Linked DNA regions of Anas platyrhynchos: region 1 is linked to region 2. A link is a contact called in public Hi-C data. All regions are on one chromosome and are shown on one strand. The core of a region is the stretch at or near the end of the contact, and the rest is flanking DNA. Distances in the headings are between cores, read along the strand shown.

The links. A called contact is a pair of places that touch in the nucleus more often than the background predicts.
Region 1: a Hi-C map of liver shows a contact between it and region 2, with 3 times the contacts expected there. The contact joins two enhancer-like sites. A contact is called at or near these places in 3 of 8 Hi-C or Micro-C datasets (F5 follicle, liver and skeletal muscle).

The regions. Positions count from the first base shown.
Region 1 is chr2:112,960,424-112,963,200 of IASCAAS_PekinDuck_T2T, forward strand. No RefSeq gene overlaps it. Among named protein-coding and RNA genes, the nearest start is that of SLC9A3, 41 kb to the left of the region's middle. Within about 2 kb of position 1,423, at least 2 of the 8 cell types and tissues checked have an H3K27ac peak or open chromatin away from gene starts, as enhancers often do.
Region 2 is chr2:112,797,271-112,800,270 of IASCAAS_PekinDuck_T2T, forward strand. The region is part of intron 2 of COL15A1 (collagen type XV alpha 1 chain); the gene reads right to left. Among named protein-coding and RNA genes, the nearest start is that of COL15A1, 31 kb to the right of the region's middle. Within about 2 kb of position 1,536, at least 1 of the 8 cell types and tissues checked has an H3K27ac peak or open chromatin away from gene starts, as enhancers often do.

The sequences.
Region 1 (2,777 bases), core at 173-2,672, 160 kb after region 2:
GATCACTTACACTTTTCTGATCAGGTTTTACCAGGAGCTTGGTTTTATTTGAGAAAAAATCAACAGTGTCCTTCTGTGGCACTGACTGAATATCAGCTGAAAGGAAAGAGCACCATCTGCTGTGTAAGCATCACTCCTTCTGACAGCATTTAGGGCTATCTGGAAGTTTCTCCACAAAGGTCCAGTCCTGCCTACCCAATCTCTATTCATAACCCTAATGATGTTATTTTTGGAAGGTGAGCTTGCCTGCCTTTCTGCCTACCCATTGCACTGCAGCCTCCCCTTGGGGGAAAAGGCACTGTGTTATGGGAATGCCCATGCAGATCCTGCTCTGTTATCCCTCATTTTCCTGCATCACCTGCCTTCTCCATCCTTGCTGCAAGGAGCCCAAGGCATCACATGCCCTGGGGCCACAGCCAGAGGTTTCCAGCCTTTCAGCTGGGCACTGAAGTCGTCTCTCCTGTCTGGAGTGGAGGAATATGCAAGTGTGTGCTAATCAAGTGGTGGAAGGATTTTCTGTGCCTTTGATTTTTGTATCCCCTGAGTTCAATAAATTTCTCTTAAAGAACAAAAATCTGGCTGCGGGCTTGTTAAAGCTTCAATCATTCCTAAGTGCCTGTGTCAACTGAGCAGCAATTGGATTCAGCACAGCTTGAGGCCTATTTCAGCAGGACAAAAATCCCTATAATCTCTTAAATACAAACATGTCCTGCACCCAAGGAGACGTCCTTTCCTTGGACCATCTTCAGCTGCACATTTTCTGTCCTGAGGTGTTTGGCCTGACTCGTCTTTGATTCCCCTTGATCTCAGTGGGCTGCACTTTCCCTCTTTAGTTTCCCTGTGGCCTTCTTTGTCTTCACAGGTATTTTATCAGTTTTCTTTTCCCAGGAGCACAACCTTGAAGACCAGTTCTTTAGGGCCTTCAGTGACTACTAAACCTCTGGATTTTCATGGCTGTTTAAGCAGCAATACTCCTTGAGTTCCAGGACTCTGGGAAAGCTGGGCTTACCATTCACCTTCAGAGACCCGAAAGCCTGAAAGTAAATATATCCACCTGCACTCACTTATTGAACATTGCTGTTCACTTAACCATCACAGAAGATGCAGAACTCCAAAGAAAGACAGGAATAAAAATAGCATTCTTGATACTTTTTAAAAAGTCAGAAAATGATACAGCACAAGCATCAACCCCATGTAATTGTTCTTTCCAAAGCCAGAAATTTAGGTCACTACAGTAGTTGTCATTGATATCAGCAGGGATGAGTCAGGGAGAAAAAAACTATTAATTTTGGAAGGAGACAAGGTATAAAAAGATGATAACACCACAAGATGCTTCCCATGTTATACAAAACTCACCCAAGACCCTGCCTGTCCCCACAGCACCCAGCGCAGCCCAGCAGGTCAGAGGGCTGTGCACAGGGCTGCCAGCTCTCACTTGGCAGGGATCAGTCAGGGAGGCAAGCCCAGGTCAGGGCTGCACACAGGTAGGGCTGCTGTGAGGAGAGGACAAAGCAAGAAGTGACTGGAGTGCAGCAGAGCTGCAATGTTTTCACAGGGATTTTTCAGCCTCCTGTGTCAGAGGCATTTAATAGCACAGAAACTATGGCATCCAAGACCGGTGATCGGTGGCAACGCAGGCTGGGGGCCAACGACTGGATTCCCTTGAGCACATCCTTTCCTCTCCCAAGGAGGAACGCAGTTCATGACAACTTACAATTAATTGAAGATGTTTAGAGTCATTTAAAAGCATCTACACAGTCAACAAGTGTCTCTGGAAGCAGAAGGGTGCGGGAAGGTGGGTGGTGTTCCCACAGGGCTACTCAGCACTGCTGGTGCAGAACCGTGTGGGGACCTGCAATTCTCTCAGCTTAATTTCACTCATGCAACTGCTTTACAAATCTTCCTGGGTGCAAGTAATTTTACCATACTATTTTCTGCTGCACATTCATTTCTTTTGCTTTTCCTAGGCCATGTGTCACTGTCACTTGTCTCCTGATTGCCTGGCAATATGCTCAGGGACTAAAGCAAGCTCAGGGACTGAAGCTTCTGACCATGAGACAGCTGAAGGGATTCAGGAATTGGACCTGAGGGTCTGGGTCCTCACTTACACATGTCCAAGAAGGTATCACATGAGGCAACAAGTGCCCCATTTTGTCAACTGCGATATCCAGATAGAAAATAAACAAACAAAACACTTGTAGTAAGATAATTGCAGGTAGACCCTACAATTGCAGAACTCTTCAATGTAAATTGGAATATTCTAGACTCAGGTCTCTGACTAAATATTTGCTTTTTCAAGGACATCAGGACCAACCAGGCCCAGATGGGCCAAATATGATCCCACTAAGGTATTTATCACCAACACAATGTAATTTTTTAAGTAAAACTTTTTTTTTTATACCTTACACACCAGCTTCCATTAAGAGGTCTCACTCTAGGAACCTTCCGGGGTTTCCTTCCTTTCTCTCTCTTCTGTACACATCTGTGATGGTTTCCAGACATCCTTCCCATCTCACACATACACACCCTTCCACGAGTTAACCACATCCAAAACCCTACTCATCCCATAGCCATCAGCACCCCATGGGCAAGACCCAGCTCCTCCCTTTTGCTGGAGTGGCACTTCACCCAGCCTGTCCTCAGGCATGGATGGCTGAAGGTATCTTCCTCCCTCCGTGTTCTTCCTCGTTCAATTCCTTCCCTGTAACCTCGGGTTTGTTGCCTGACTACCCCCTCCTGCAGGCAGCTCTTTTACCCTTACTTAGCTCTCATCCTGT
Region 2 (3,000 bases), core at 286-2,785:
AAAATTCAGTTTTGAAATGAATTTCTGCTCCAGCAAGCACACAGAAGTAAATGTGTAAAAATAAATAAATAAAAAATTAAAAAGAGTAAAAAATCTCTGTCAACATGCCCAGAAAGAAAATTCCTGGCAATGTAGTAGTAATGACAAGAGCGAATTACCTACACACAATTCTAACTAAAACTTTGCAAAGGTATCCTTCCTTCCTTCCTTCCTTCCTTCCTTCCTTCCTTCCTTCCTTCCTTCCTTCCTTCCTTCCTTCCTTCCTTCCTTCCTTCCTTCCTTCCTTCCTTCCTTCCTTCCTTCCTTCCTTCCTTCCTTCCTTCCTTTTTCTCTCTTGTCTTGCCTTACCTTGCCTTGCCTTGCCTTGCCTCACCTTTAATACCAACTTAAAGGTTGCTATTAAAAGCTGTTTGGACTAGAGTCTAGATCTATACTAAGACTAGTAATTGTAAACCTGAAACATTCTGACACCTGGAGAAGAATATTTGTATTTCTTTTTGTATAATAGAGCTTGTATAAAACATGGTCCCTGTTTCCAACTAATGCTAATACACTGCATTTTCACAGAACCCAACTTCTAAGGTGGTTAAAGTATATTAGCATACAGGGTTTAGGAAACCTACAACAGAGTCAATGACAACAGGATTACAGATAAGGAGGCTGTTTTTCTGTGTCCTTTCACCCTCAATTTCAGTATATCAGAAGCAGAGTTCAAAAAGCAGGGCTGTTAGGCCTTACACAGACAGAATTCTATCTTATCCCTGGTTTAAAACATACAATTCCAAAGGCTCACATTCGGAAAAAAAAAAAAAAAAAAAAAAAAAAAAAAAAAAAAAAAGAGGGAAAAGTCCAGGTTTGAGTAACTTGACAATTTCTTTAGAAACATAGAAATTCAGCACCGAAACTGGTTTTCTACTGTCTCTGCACTCAGAACAATGCAAAGTTGCCATTTTATCCAGCCTTTTTCAAATATAGGATGTGTGTATGAGAGAGAAAATATGAGCTGGCATTCTGGGACATCCACCATCTTAAAGGTAACTGGACAAAACTAAACTGTAAAAGGATTACAGAATGTGCATTGAATATTGCAGCTGTCCAAAAGTATGCATCTGTGGCAAGCTTGGTCACTGATTTTATGGAATGAAAATTGTGTGTGATGTAAATATGTAAATTACATAAACTGATATGCTGTTACCATTGCCAGCTTGAGGTACACTCTTTAATTATTGCAAAGGAGCAGAAATTTTATATTTCACCACTAGGCAGCGATACAGCACTTCATAAATCAGATTAGAGCTTTAGTTTAGGAAAGGAGAGCTTTACTTATGAATAACCAATGCCAGTGTCTGCTGTATGTACTTTTTCACAACATCAAAGCTAGTTTATACTTAATTTCCATTATGTTCAAAATGGATGTGAATTATTACCCTGTTGTTTTTGTTTCGCAGTAACCTTGGAAATCAGACAAAATATAATTAACTAAGTCTGCTGTGTATTTTCATGGGTAAAAATGGCATTGCTTTTCTCATTTTCTCTTTCTATTTTTATCTCCTGAATTTTAAGGGAGCAAATCATTGCAAGGCCATGACCAATGCCTTCATTACCAAAATGTAATATTTTTCTAAGATAATGAGGACAATTCTCTTTTAAGGTACAGGGAGAGACATCTGACGCTTTTGCAGACTTAGTTGTATGTGTCAGCAGAGACTCTCTGCACAAATGAGGAAAAACAGACACCTATTTAAAGATACTGAACGTAGTCTGGCACACTGGCCTGGATCTAAATTCTCAACCCATATAAAGGGATTTAATGGGAAGCCAGGACAGAGAACACTTACTTAGAATCTCCTATTGTTCCTGCTCTTCTTTGCTAGCTCCCTATTGCACTACAAAATTCTGTCCTTGGATCCATGGTGTGAGCAGGACCATATGAGCACTGTATGAAAATTATAAAACTTCACCCAGAAATGGTACTTCCATTCTCATACCTACCACACTACACCTCTCAGCTCAGTCAAAGCCAACACTCAAGGGCAAATATTACCCCAAATGTATGGAAAAACTGCCTGCAGGCAGTCTCTGAATGGGAGGTAAGAGAAACAAATAGCTGACATATTTGTATTTTCTACATTCTGATACAATCTCTGTGTGATGGAGGCTGATACATGCATAGTAAATCATCTCAGGTTTAGGTGAAACTTGAGAATGGAAAATCTGCTTAATCCCAGGTCAGGGTAGATCAGAACATCATAACAGAAAAATAAAAATATTGCACAACATTTTGTTATTATTGTTATTGTTATTTAAATCAAGGGCTATGGACCCAGTCACGTAATGAAAACAGTATTTTTTACGCATCATCAACAGTTAGATTTTACTTTGAGACCTGGTGGACTGTATTCCTCTCTCAGATGACTAAACTATCCATTCTTTCATGTTAAGCAACAGAAAGCAATGCTTTGTTACTAAAGTCTTTTCAAAGCCTAAGTAGGGAGCTTTAATTTTTTATTTCCTGTAATCTAGGAGCATCTCTTCCATAAACGTTCTTCAGTTATGTGCCTGGTATTTATTACTGATTTTTATTCTTTTATGTAGTCATCCTTTCATCATTTTTTCTTTGTACTTCTCATATATTCTCCACGCCATGGGATTAAATACTTAATATATTAGATATTAAAAAGGCTGGGATTCAGAAAAATGGAAAATTAATTGTGAGGTAGAAGTTATGGGAACAGTAAAATCTAAAATTATGTTTTATTTTGGACATTAATATTTCTTACAGCTAAATCATTTCATAACTTAAGTACACTTAAAAATGTAGAGCAACAACAACAAAAATTCAGCCAGTGTAATCCTATTTCTTCCATCTTCCTTTTCCCAGGAATTTCATTTCCCAAGAGCTACCTTACACTACATTTATTTCCTGGTGTAAATCACATATACTTTTATTATGGGTACACTTTCATATTTCTCCAGGGTATGCATTGAGTGGGTTAAACA